2 separate regions of the Pan troglodytes genome follow, and region 2 is linked to region 1. A link is a contact called in public Hi-C data. All regions are on one chromosome and are shown on one strand. Each heading gives the region's core, a stretch centred on a gene start, on an enhancer-like site or on the middle of the called end of the contact. The rest is flanking DNA. Distances are from core to core; before and after follow the strand shown.

Evidence for each region. Hi-C and Micro-C count contacts between places; a contact is called where the count stands out from the background.
Region 2: a contact with region 1 is called in a Hi-C map of stem cell-derived neural progenitor cells, with 2.3 times the contacts expected there. The contact joins two enhancer-like sites. A contact is called at or near these places in 2 of 7 Hi-C or Micro-C datasets (induced pluripotent stem cells and stem cell-derived neural progenitor cells).

What each region holds. Positions count from the first base shown.
Region 1 is chr12:116,953,075-116,959,096 of NHGRI_mPanTro3-v2.0_pri, reverse strand. No RefSeq gene overlaps it. Among named protein-coding and RNA genes, the nearest start is that of SOX11, 220 kb to the left of the region's middle. Within about 2 kb of position 2,651, at least 8 of the 24 cell types and tissues checked have an H3K27ac peak or open chromatin away from gene starts, as enhancers often do. A contact at or near this core is called in stem cell-derived neural progenitor cells, where this site is marked.
Region 2 is chr12:117,499,899-117,505,960 of NHGRI_mPanTro3-v2.0_pri, reverse strand. No RefSeq gene overlaps it. Among named protein-coding and RNA genes, the nearest start is that of SOX11, 320 kb to the right of the region's middle. Within about 2 kb of position 4,545, at least 7 of the 24 cell types and tissues checked have an H3K27ac peak or open chromatin away from gene starts, as enhancers often do. A contact at or near this core is called in stem cell-derived neural progenitor cells, where this site is marked.

The DNA.
Region 1 (6,022 bases), core at 1,402-3,901:
TATATCAGACAATGGAGATCTGGAATAGACTCAGAACAACAAAATTGTGGGAAGCCAACTAGAGGAGACACTGGCACTGCTGACCCTGGTTCAAGGGCAGGTTGATCCCCCAGGATGGAGGAACTGGAAGTCAGTACCAAAAGACAAGCTAGGCTTGTTTCTTTCTATATCTTTTTACAAACGTTTTTGCTTACTTATAAGATTTAAAGTGTTCTAAAACATGGATACAGTTCTTCTGGGTGTTTTTATCCTCTGCTTGTGTGTACAAGATTCTTAAAGGACTCTTCTGGGTGACATAATCCTATCATCTATTCATGTAGATCTCATGCATAGAATAAGCCCAAGCAAAGCCTGCAAAACCATTTATTAAGTGGAATGCATGGCCAGGGAGGTTTGAGAAGAGGGAGAGTTTGGGGTTAGATGATATCTAAAATCTCTTTCAGCTCTGAGTCTATTATTCTATGAGAGGTCTCTGAGCTCAAAAAACCTCGCAAACATCAGTGGCCCGGCTGGACCTCTACCCTGCTACCCAGATGGCAACCTAGTAGGAGACCACCTTCTGAGTCAGCCAGATCAACCTTCTTCTTGTTGACAAATACTGAGTAGCCACTCCATGCCAGGCACTGAAGATACAAAAGTGAGCAAAACCAACATAACCTTTGTGTTCTCATGGTGTTTCCATTGTAGGGGGGGATGCAGACATTGTTCAGTAATCACTGTAAGAGTGTGTATTAAAAGTGATATAAGGCCGGGCATGGTGGCTCACGCCTGTAATCCCAGCACTTTGGGAGGCCAAGGCGGGCAGATCACGAGGTCAGGAGATCGAGACCATCCTGGCCAAAATGGTGAAACCCTGTTTCTACTAAAAATATAAAAATTAGCTGGGTGTGGTGGCGCATGCCTGTAATCCCAGTTACTCAGGAGGCTGAGGCAGGAGAATCGCTTGAACGAGGGAGTCAGAGGTTGCAGGGAGCCAAGATCGTGCCACTGCACTCCAGCCTGGTGACAGAGCGAGACTCCATCTCACAAAAAAAAAAAAAAAAAAGTGATATAAAAGATCCAAATGAATCCTATGTGTCATATAATAAACTTGGCCTAGATTAGGCAATCAGGGAACGATGTCTAGGGGGAGTGATATTTGAGCCAAAATCTGAGGAACAGGGGTTAACTAAAGGAAGGAGGAACGTGAGTTTCCGGAGAGATGAAACAAACATATGCAGGGGAAGAACGTGACATCATAAAATCTAAAGGAAGGCCAGTAGGCTGGAGGAGAAATCCTGACGGGCAGAGGCAATGAAGTGTCTAAGATGCAATGTGGGAGCCAGGCTGGTCCACTTAGGGACTCAGGCCGGGAAAGAGATTCTGCCCCTGAATCTAAGTGATAATGAAGAGGCGCTGTAGGTTTTAAGTTGAAGGTTAACTTAGATTTGAATTTGAAAAGACCAATTTGGCATTCACTTTCCTAGATGGAACCAAACAGTTTTTGAATCAACTTTTAACTTACACTCCTTAGGTAGGCAATTTTCAAACAATCTTCAAGGCTTGGTGCTTATTTTGCATATAAATGGCTGGGCTAATTTGCGCTGCTTATAGCTTAGACCCAAAGGATGCTGGCCAACTAGGGTTTTCTGGCCTTTCTGTGCAAATTAGCCTCTTTCATTTCCTTGAAGAGTTGAGCTCATTGGGAAAACGCCAGAAGCATCGACAACAGTCAAGGATGGTGTTTGGGGCAGGAGTTTAATTAACTAATAGGAAGATTGACAACAGATGTTGAGAACCTGCAACAGGGGGGACTTCAGATAAGGTACCAGAAATTCCACTTTCACCCTTGATAGAGCACTTAGCCACTTTGGGCTTCTGTTTCCTTGTTTATAAAATAGGATTCTTTCATTCATGCATTTGTTTTTTCTTGTTTTTAAATAATGCCCATTTACCAAATCTTGTGCTAAGCTCTGGAGATACACAAAATAAATAAAGTGTGGGGCCAGGCTTTAAGTCACGCACTGTCACTAGGGAAGAGAAGATCCAATCTTTAGTGAGTACTTACTGCATTCTGACAGTGTTTGGTACTTTCATATGCATTCCATTCTCTAATTCTTACAACAACCAGGGGAGATCATCAGCTTCTTAGCCACACTCTTAGAAATGGGAAAACTAAGACTTAGAGAGAGGAAGTACCTAACCTAAGCTCAGGCAGATGGTAAATGGCAGAGCCAGCTTTCACACTCAAGGCTGTTTGATTCCAAAGCCCATGTTCTTTTCACTGTAACACACTGTAAGCAAGTCATTACAGAACCAAGTGATAAGTGTTTTAGAGGAGGTATGTACAAAGAATTATGGGAGCAGAGTGGGGCGAGACTAATAATAGCTTCCCTGATGTTTCATAGGGCTGTCTGGAGGATCACATGCACTAATGGACTTGAAAGTGCTTTGTAAACTAAAAAGTGCTATATAAATATAAGGGATTATTGTAACCCACATATCCGGATCTGCTATGTGAGGGTGCTGAGTAATTCTCAGTGTGAGAAATACATGCTTGGACTATGGCTATTTAATTCCTTCATTTCCAGGACTTTCTTGGCATTCACTAAACCACAGGGGTGGGTCTGGCAGCCAGCAATCTCACACATTCTAAATGGAAGCTGATGCCTGTCAGCTGTGTGGGGACATTCCTGGGTGCTGAGCACTCAAATGGCACTCCAGGTTTTTATCTCTGAGCTGAAAGGGAAAGGATTGATTTAGCTTGGAGAGCTCCCGAGCAACTCTCCTCCCTCTCCTGCTGTCCAGAACCCAGCAGCCCCTAAGAAGGCCCTCCCATTGCCTCAACTCCCAATGATTTCCTGCTGGGACTGCCCACAGAGATAAGCTCCAGCAGGGGCCAAGCTGAGTCACCGTCTCCACCTTGCGGTGGGGCCCTGGGGAGAGGGATGGCTTGGAGACAGGGCCTGTTTATAATTACAGGGATTTTCCAGGCTACCCAGGATGGGGACAGGGTGGATTGTAAGCAGTTGTGCTCAGTAGCCAGGGAGTGACAATAGGGCTGTGTGACCCAACTTGGAGTCCACTAGGAGAAATGTGTGACCAGGCTGAGAACAGAGATCCTCCCACCGGCCAGTACTGTGGTTAGCATGGGCACTGCCTTTGTGAATATCTATCTATTCACATGGATGGGCATCCTTATTTTTTCTAAGTAGGAAGGCCTATCATCTTATTGTAGACTTAATTTTAAGGCCTCTCTAACTTACTAGGGCTCATGAAAACAGCTCATACTGCTACCCCTGCTGGTCTCTCTGTCTCCTAAACATACAGGTTTGTATCATGAAGACTGGCAGCCCAAGGGTCAGGCCTGGATCACGCAAGCTTTTCCCTCTCCAATGCCTCACTCCTCCAAGGCAAGTCACAGTAGGACAAGCACTGGGGCAGACTTGAGGACTGGAAGAGAGGCCGACTCGCCTCCTTGCTGTCTGTCCTCCTTCTCCTGCTCAGCCACACCCCTATCTCATATGCATGGGGTTTTCACCAGGCTCCCTTGCCCCACAAGTGTATTGACACAACCCTGCCTGTTCCTTATAGTCCACAGAACAAGCATTAGCACCCTCGCCTCAAGGGGTCCCTCTGCTGGTGGAAATGACCCAGAAAGAGAAGGCATCAGAAGCCCAAGGAGAACCCTACCTTTTGGAGGAGCCACGGCTGCAATGAGGAGTTTGACAGTCCCACAAATATTAACCGCGTCCCCACAGAAAGGAATCAGCAAAATCCGAGAAGCAGAAAGGCAGGAGAGATGAGAGCCAGGAGAGAATCATTCCTCATATTTCAAGAAAAGAGACAGCTTTAAGAAGAAGAGGTAGGCAGCGGTTAAATTTCAGATAACATTAAATAGGATGAGGCTCCACCGAAGTTAAACCACTGATGAGTTTTACAAGAACGATATCCAGAACCTGGTGGAGATTTCAACAAACTGAAGTGGGAAGGAAGCAGATATAGACTGCTTTCCCTAGAACTTTGGAGGTGATAAGAATAAAAGAGGAAAATCAGAGAGATCAAGGGTTCTTTTATTCATTTATTTTTAATATGGAATCTTTTCATCATATTTATTGATTGGCAGGTGGTGTAAAGAAAGAGATTTAAGGCATGTCGGAGATAGCATGTTTGGTTGGACTAGTGCAGTCTCAGTTCAGACATGATGGCCCCCTATGCCTTCCCATCATAGCTTCCTTTTCCTCCGGTTTGGATGAATTATTACATGCTTAGAAGGTTAGAAAAATAAGAGAGATTGCATTCAGGACCTCGATGGAGGGGTGAGCCTTTGTCTAGTGGAAAGATTCTGTTTCCTCTGGAGAGGTAAACAAGGAGAAAAATACCAGTGAAGACATACAAATATTTTGAAACGGATGAGAGGGAAAGGAGGCCATTGATAGAGAATCATCAACTCATCATGCTGAGATGATCTTTTGAGAGTGAGAAGGCAGGTCATTTTGCAGACTGAAAGACGGCAAGCAGGTTTGGGATAGATGAGATGAAATATGCATGTTGGTTAGCCCTCAGTTTATTTACCTGTAAGGTCCCTACATTAGATGATATGGTTTAGCTCTGTGTCCCCACCCAAATCTCATCTTGAGTTGTAATTCCCATGTGTCAAGGAAGGGACCTGATTGGTGGTGATTGGATTATGGGGGCGGTTTCCCCCACGCTGTTCTTGTGATAGTGAGTGAGTCTCATGAGACCCGATGGTTTTAAAAATGGCAGTATTTCCTGTGCTCACACTTCACTTCTCTCACCTGCTGCCATGTAGGACATGCCTGCTTCTCCTTCTGTCATGATTATAAGCTTCCTGAGGCCTCCCCAGCCATGTGAAACTGTGAGTCAATTAAGCCTCTTTTCTTTATAAATTACCCAGTCTTGGGTAGTGTCTTTATAGCAGTGTGAGAATGAACTAATACATTAGCCAACCTATTTATATTGCACAGCTTACGTATACATGCTACACTGGGTTCTTATATCCAATCCTAGAATGACCTGTTGTTTGGATTGCAAAGAGCCCTGTTTGGTAGGAAGGTGCAGAGTCTGGGTGCCATCACTGCATGTTATTGTCCCTTGCCATATGCTACCTTTTACAAAGATAGCTGTCTCCTGCCATCAATAGGGCACATAGGCCGACCACAATTTCCAGACTTTCTCAGCACTTATGTGTCATAGCTTCCTTGAGACATACAGCATGAGTTCGAGGCAGCTGGCTAGAAGCCACCCTAATGGCCCTCCTAGTTCAGTGTCACAGATTCTCATAAGGTGGGGCCGGTCAAAGGGAGAGGTGTTCTCATAGCAGGTTTCCAGAAGAGAAGCAGACATCGAGATGGATAATTCCCTAGGAGGATGATTATCTAGGATCCAGGACTGATTTTGGTAAGAACACTGAGCTTATATAGTTTTAAATTGCCCTAATTTCATACTCTTTTCGTTAGCTCTGAGGTAGTCTTGAAAACAAGCAATCTTGAAGCCTGAATCATTTCAGCATGGTGAGAAAGTATAGCAGCCATAAAAAATGGCAGCCCAAGAGAACCAATGAAGATGGGGATAGAAAGAATTTGAAGCTTCTCAAAGCCCATCTCCAAGGAACTGTAAAAATCTGGCCTATTTGGCAGCAACCTAAAGAGCCCCACTCCCAAGGCTTGTCTTTATTTGACCTTACTCAGAGCTCACTTTTTGCAAACAGCTTTATTTCCTTGGCATTTGTTGAAAACAATCAGCAGCAATTGTTCACTGACTGAGGCAATAGACTTGAGGCTAATAAGACAGTGATCAAAAAATTAAAAAGGAAAACTGAGGAAACCATAGGGCATATGCAAATCTTCTATATTCATGGCAATCTTAAAGGCTACCACACTAGCTGGACTGTGCACATGCCCAGAACAGATCCAAGAAGACCTTGATCTCTTACCTCAAACTGACTGTGTCAGCAGGCAGTGAAGGCTAAGGCACGATTTTAAAGTATCTGCTGGGGCATTGAAAGCATACCTCAATATAC
Region 2 (6,062 bases), core at 3,296-5,795, 540 kb before region 1:
GATTAAGGTTTAACTAAAAATTTATTACTAAAGCTCTCTTTTCCTTTCCTTTCCTTTTCTGTTTCTCTGTCTCTCCTTTTCTTTCTTTCTTGGGTGAAAAGCATAGGGACAACTAGCTAAGGCTGTGAAATTCAAATCTATCTCTCTTTCTTTCTTTCTCCTTCCTTCCTTCCTTCCTTTTTTCCTTTTCTGTTTTTTTTTTTCTGTCTCTCTTTCTGTGGAATTCTAATCTGTCTCTCTCAACATGTGGCCAGCTTGCACATATGACACAGTAGAGACCGTCTGACAAGGGTCCTGTGCTGGTGACATTCAGGTTACATTAATGAGGGAGACACACACCGTGCGTCACAAAATGTTATACAATGAGAATCATGAGAATCAAAGAAATCATGCCGGAAGGCATTTGCCTTCTCAGAATGAGACATGAAGGTTCTGCTGAAAGTTGGTTCTCTCAGGCCCCTGGAGAGCTGGACACAGCAGCATTCCGAGAAGTGCAGGGACTGAGGCAGGGCCCTCAAGGATGTCCTGGGAGGACCAGGAGGGAAGAGAAAGGAAGGACCACCAGTGGGAGTGGGCAGACGAGAAGGGAAAGGAGACATATGGGGAAGAAGGAGAAGGCAAAGGAGGCACAGAAAGAAAACGTAAAGCGATCGTGAATTGAACGTATAAGGATTTAGGCCTTCTGGTTCTGAAACAAACAATTTAATAGAGGTCAGTTGCCCTCCCAGAACCTGTCATCTGTCACTGATGAAAATGTGAACCAGGCCAGCTTAAACCCAGATCAGTACTGTGGTCTCCAAGCAACACCACAGGCCTTACCACCTGGACCCTTAGAGATAAAGTTCCTCTGAGTCTCCATCCATCTCCAGCCATTACAGGGCCCAGAGCCCTTCATGAGGCCAGTGCGAGACAGGTCATCCATCATTCCTGGCCAGTGTGTGGGTGTGCAGATGCTCCGGTGTGAAAGGACCTGGCTACCTTCCTTCGATTATTTTACTCTGAAGATCTCCAACGGAGCGACTGTGTAGCTTTTCCTTATGCCATTTCCCCATTCTTCGGGTGTTAAAATAATATAATATGATAATATTATAACATAATAAGACATGATCATCTGTAATATAATAGCATAAGTAATATAAATAAAGGTAAAATACTATATTATCATAGTATGTAATATAAATAGACTATAATATAACACGATGTAATGTAATTTATCATAATAAAATAGTGAGAGCAGCACAAAACTCTCTCTTAGTACATACTGATCTTGTTGATCGCTAACCAAAGGGCCACTGGGCAACGGGTGCCCATAGCTCCTACACTCTCAACATGGTTCAGACCTGGGATCTAGATGATGGAACACTTACGGCATTGGTAATGCTAGTGTTCATTAGAATGACTGCTGTGGGGGTTAGGATTACTATGACACAGTGCCAAGCTCAGTAGGAAGAATTTTAAGACTCTGGGAATTCAAATGTCGGCTCACATGGTAGCCTGAAGAACATATATTTGGAATCCTTCCAATTCTCATTCTGTCCACAGGACCTTGCTTGGAGTCCATCTGCGTGTGCCAGGCAGGCCCCTTTTGATCCACTGCCACTGAGCTTGTCACCGTGGAGCTGGGAGGAATGTTGATGAGCGGGACCTCTCTGCTTGCTGGATAGCCAACTTTGATGGTAAGCAGGCTGCAGAGGCCTTTCTCCTTCTCCTTGACCCAGCAGGTGCATGCTGTGTGGGCTGGGCATGGGGCCTGCTTTGCTGTGTTGGGACAGGGACCCAGGAATCGGCTGTAGCAAGGTCATCAGGCAGAGCCCCCACCCAAGGCAGAGTGCTATTCTAAAACATCTCCAATGCTAAGGCTTTCTTTGCCTCTTAAAACCTTAATGATGGCCAATTCATGAATTCACAAAGAAGTTCACTTTTTTATATAAAATTCTAAATTTTGGGAAACTTTTCCTTGTGGTAAACCAAAATTTGCCTCTATATACCTCGTGCCCAGAGCTGTAGGCTATGCAAGGTTAGCTTTCTAAATCATAGTCCTTCAAATATTTGTAAACACCTGAGCGAGGTGGCTCATGCCTATAATCCCAGCACTTTGGGAGTCCAGGGAAGGAGGATCACTGGAGGCCAGGAGTTCAAAACCAGCCTAATCAACATAATGAGACTCCATCTCTATTTTTTTGTAATTAAAAATAAATTTAAAAAGAAAGAAAAATATTTTGAGAACGATGTAGATCAAATTCACTGTGCATGTGGCCTCCCTCAAAAGTTTATACATATCACAGAGACACACAGGGCCATGTCTCCAGCCAGTCCATCCCAGCCCAGGGTAGAAAGGGCTCGCCCAGCCTTCTGCTGGATGTGGACTTTCTATGCTGCACCAGACACGAGTTGATGATCACTGGGAGAAAGTTGTTGCCTCGACTTTCTTCTAGAAAGGGCAGCCGCAGTGCCATATACACATGTGCACACACCTTCGTGGAGGCACAGACACACCACACACATGCCTACACACCTGCACACATACACACTCACACACAAACACACACACACACACACAGAGCTTCTATCACCATGTTAGAAATCTCACTATTCCCATTTCTTAGGGCTGAATACGAAATTAGAGTGTTGTCTCCTGAACACTAGTTGAAATGTGCATGTTATTACAGTGGCAAGGAGTCTCTTAAAAATGAAAAACAAACAAAAACAACAACAACAAACTCCCTTTCTAAAATCTAACCGTCCACCATCTTGCTGGTTTATAATTCTAGAATCTAAGGGTTCCCATCTATCAACTCAAAAGCTTTCTGTTGACCAAAATCCCAAGGGAAAAGGGTATACAATAGAAATAGTATGGATTAAGACAACGTAGTGATTAATAAAAAGAAACATAATGAAAAAAACACCGGTTTTGCCAATGATTTACATTGTAAACCTCAAAAGCCACTTATTTCTCAGAGCCTCAGTTTCCTCTTAATGAAATCAGAGTATTTAACCCAATGAAGCTGACATTTCCTTCAAGTGCTTCAATGCTCAGTGATTATTATAGCCTATAGTTCAGTGGGGGGAGGTAAAGAATCACAAAAGAGAAAAAGTAACCATGTATTAATACAAGTGCTTAAAAAATACTTGCTGGTTAAATAAATAAAGAAGAACATGATATACTTCCAAGTTTTTTTGCAAATGAACCTTCCTTTAATTATAAGCTGAAGTAATCCAAGTACTCCTGTGAAGAATTGTATGCATGCCTAAAATGCTATTCTTTTAGTACTAATTGCCAGTTGTTTAATCACTTTTAAGATTTTCTTTTATGTGTCGGTCATATTTTTATAAATGCCCTCTGTGACAGAAAACTGTCATCCCATGTGGATTTGATTGCACTGTAAGGAAAAACCATTCAAAGAGAGATAATGGAGGTAAGTTACTCTTTTCTTACTTGACTCCCGCTCGTTAACTGAGTCTGAACCAGAATTTTTAAAGTTGTTTATAGCAGTGAGGGCAGAGTTGAAACCAGCCATGTACTCCTTGCTGAAGCCCTCAAATGCCCCGGAGCTTAATCTCACACCCTTGAGAGGCTAAAAACGTGTCTGCGAAATTGAACTGGAGATCATGCATTTTAACTAGCATTTTAATAACTTTATTGCTCATATTAAGAAAAACTCCATTGATATGCAGATTGTGTCAATACTTCTTTTGCTAAAAGTTGTGAACACTTTGGCAATCACAAATGAAAGCATTAAGACAGAGAAGATGTGAAGCAGGAACTCTCCTGATTATATGTCATTCTATTTCTAACATCTGTAAGTATCTTACATACTGAGCATTATGAATGCCTTTGAAGGCTCTGCAAATAATTTTCCAAACTCCATGAGAAGGGAGAGTGTCAGGGAGAGGGTTTGAGGCTGGAGTCCGGAGCTTCTGCCTGTCTCTGACAGTAGTACACCTTATTAACACATATGGGCCAAACAACAAATTATTTAACTTATGGTTAAAAAGCATAAGAGACTACTTTACAAAAAACAATGTATGTAGTAGTTAATAAAACTTCAAATGATGTTTACCGCATACCGTTGTGGAATAGCTATTCAGATCAAGTTAAAAATTGAAATACAAAAACAAACCAGAGAGAGAAAGAGAGAGAGAGACAGGAAAAGCCCATCCACTGAATCTCCAGCATTCCTGCATGGAGTTTAGTAAGGAAAGAGCACATGTCGCAAAGCAAAGACATTGCAGTTCCAACAACAAAAGTAAAACATCTTATTTACAAAAGACCCCTTTCCGGCTGTTGTGAGTGAACCTGTGTTTGTGAGAAGCAGCGAAGAAGCTCTAAAGCCCACACTTTTCTCCCCTTAAACGGCCATCACAGCATCGAAGTTCCAAAAGGGGACACCTATTACAGGCCTCTAATGATTATTTTTTTAAGTGCACTTTACACGTCTTCCCACAGCCCTAGTGCTGTGCTGGAAAGATGATCCCTTTCCTGCCTGTCAGCCACAGGTACAGAATGCCCCTTGTCCAGACCCAGGAGAAACAACAGGAGCTGTTGAACTCTTTGCCTTGAGTCTTCCCTGAGAGAATGCGCCAGGCTTTGTCTTCCTTGGGACAAAGCTCCTCTCTCCCAGGGGGCCGGGGTGCCACCAAACCATGGCATGGATTTAGATTCCATGGGATTGGAGTTCATTCAGAAAATTGGTTTTAGGAGCCTTATCTAACATTTCCAAGCAAGAACCCCAAAGGTCATCCTGCCCTTCTGTAGGGAGCCCAAGTTGTAGAAACAATCCCAGAGGAGAAACATGTTTTCTAACTTCTGTGACTGCATTGTGGGAGGCACTGCTCACTGTACACCCGGCACATGAGGGTAATTAGGTGATCCTCTTACTTGTAACCCAAAGAAGAGATTAAATTAATGAATAATACATACACAGAGTTCCCTTCGTCTTAAATGTGTTTTTACAAAGAGGATAGTACTCACACAGATTTATAGAAACTACCTATGGGATTTTAAAGATAAGTAAAGTTGTGTATTACTTCCCAAATGTGGGAAAATTTGGATGGAATTAAGACCTCAAAACTATTGGTGCAATGCAATGTGTCACCTCTCAGTAGAAGAAAAATGTGACTAGAAATAAGAAAGACAGAAGGCTTTCTCATGTAGTAATTTTTTAAAAGTACATTTTCTTTAGTATCCTTACAAGATTCCTAACTGTTTAAGACCATATTCTTTCTTCAGGTATTCATCTTGCAGATATTTGCATGTTTTAACATAGGTGTCTCCACCTATTAAAATAATAGGATGTATTTTTTCTTAAGCTTTGCTGTGATTAAATGCAAGAGTCACCTATTTCAAATCAGGTTTAAAAACCAAGAGTAGGTGTCCTCAGAAATCACAAATTCTGGGGTATAATGAAATTGAAGTTGTAACATTGCCTCGTAAAAGTTGTTTCTGAAAAAGGCGGGACTTCCAAAGCATTTCTCCTGCAAATGTTTTCTATCATAGGCCTTTCTTTGAGGAGTAAAGGAAGTATTCTCACCCATGCCTCTGGAAATGAACGCTGAAACTCCTGAAAGGTTCCCTGATGCTTCCTTTCATGTTTCTCTCAGGAAGCATTGACTTGAGCACCTCCTCTGTTCACGCCACTGTTCTATTAATACTTGCTACAAAGACACAGATGAAATGGGTAGCTCTCCAAATACAGAGAAAAATATGCAGAGAAGAGTTTACGGATTTATTTTAACCACTTGCCAGACACTTTTAAACATGTCCTGTAGAACAGGCTGGGAAATTATTTTTAAGGTCGCTTGACAAACGAAGAAACTGAGGGAAAGCCATTAGATACCTAACATTCACAGAATCCATTCTGCAAAGCTTGGAATCCATATGGGCTACAGTTGCAGGTTCTTTCCAGACAGTAGCCTGCTTCGAGGTTAAAAAAAAAAAAAAAAAAGAAAAAAAACGAAGCCTGCCTGACTTCTTGAGCCATTAATTAATCCCTTTCCTTTGCAAGGTGGTCCTTCTACGGTCTCCAGCAGTTCAAATGCTTCCCGGAAGAGGCAGGCGCTTA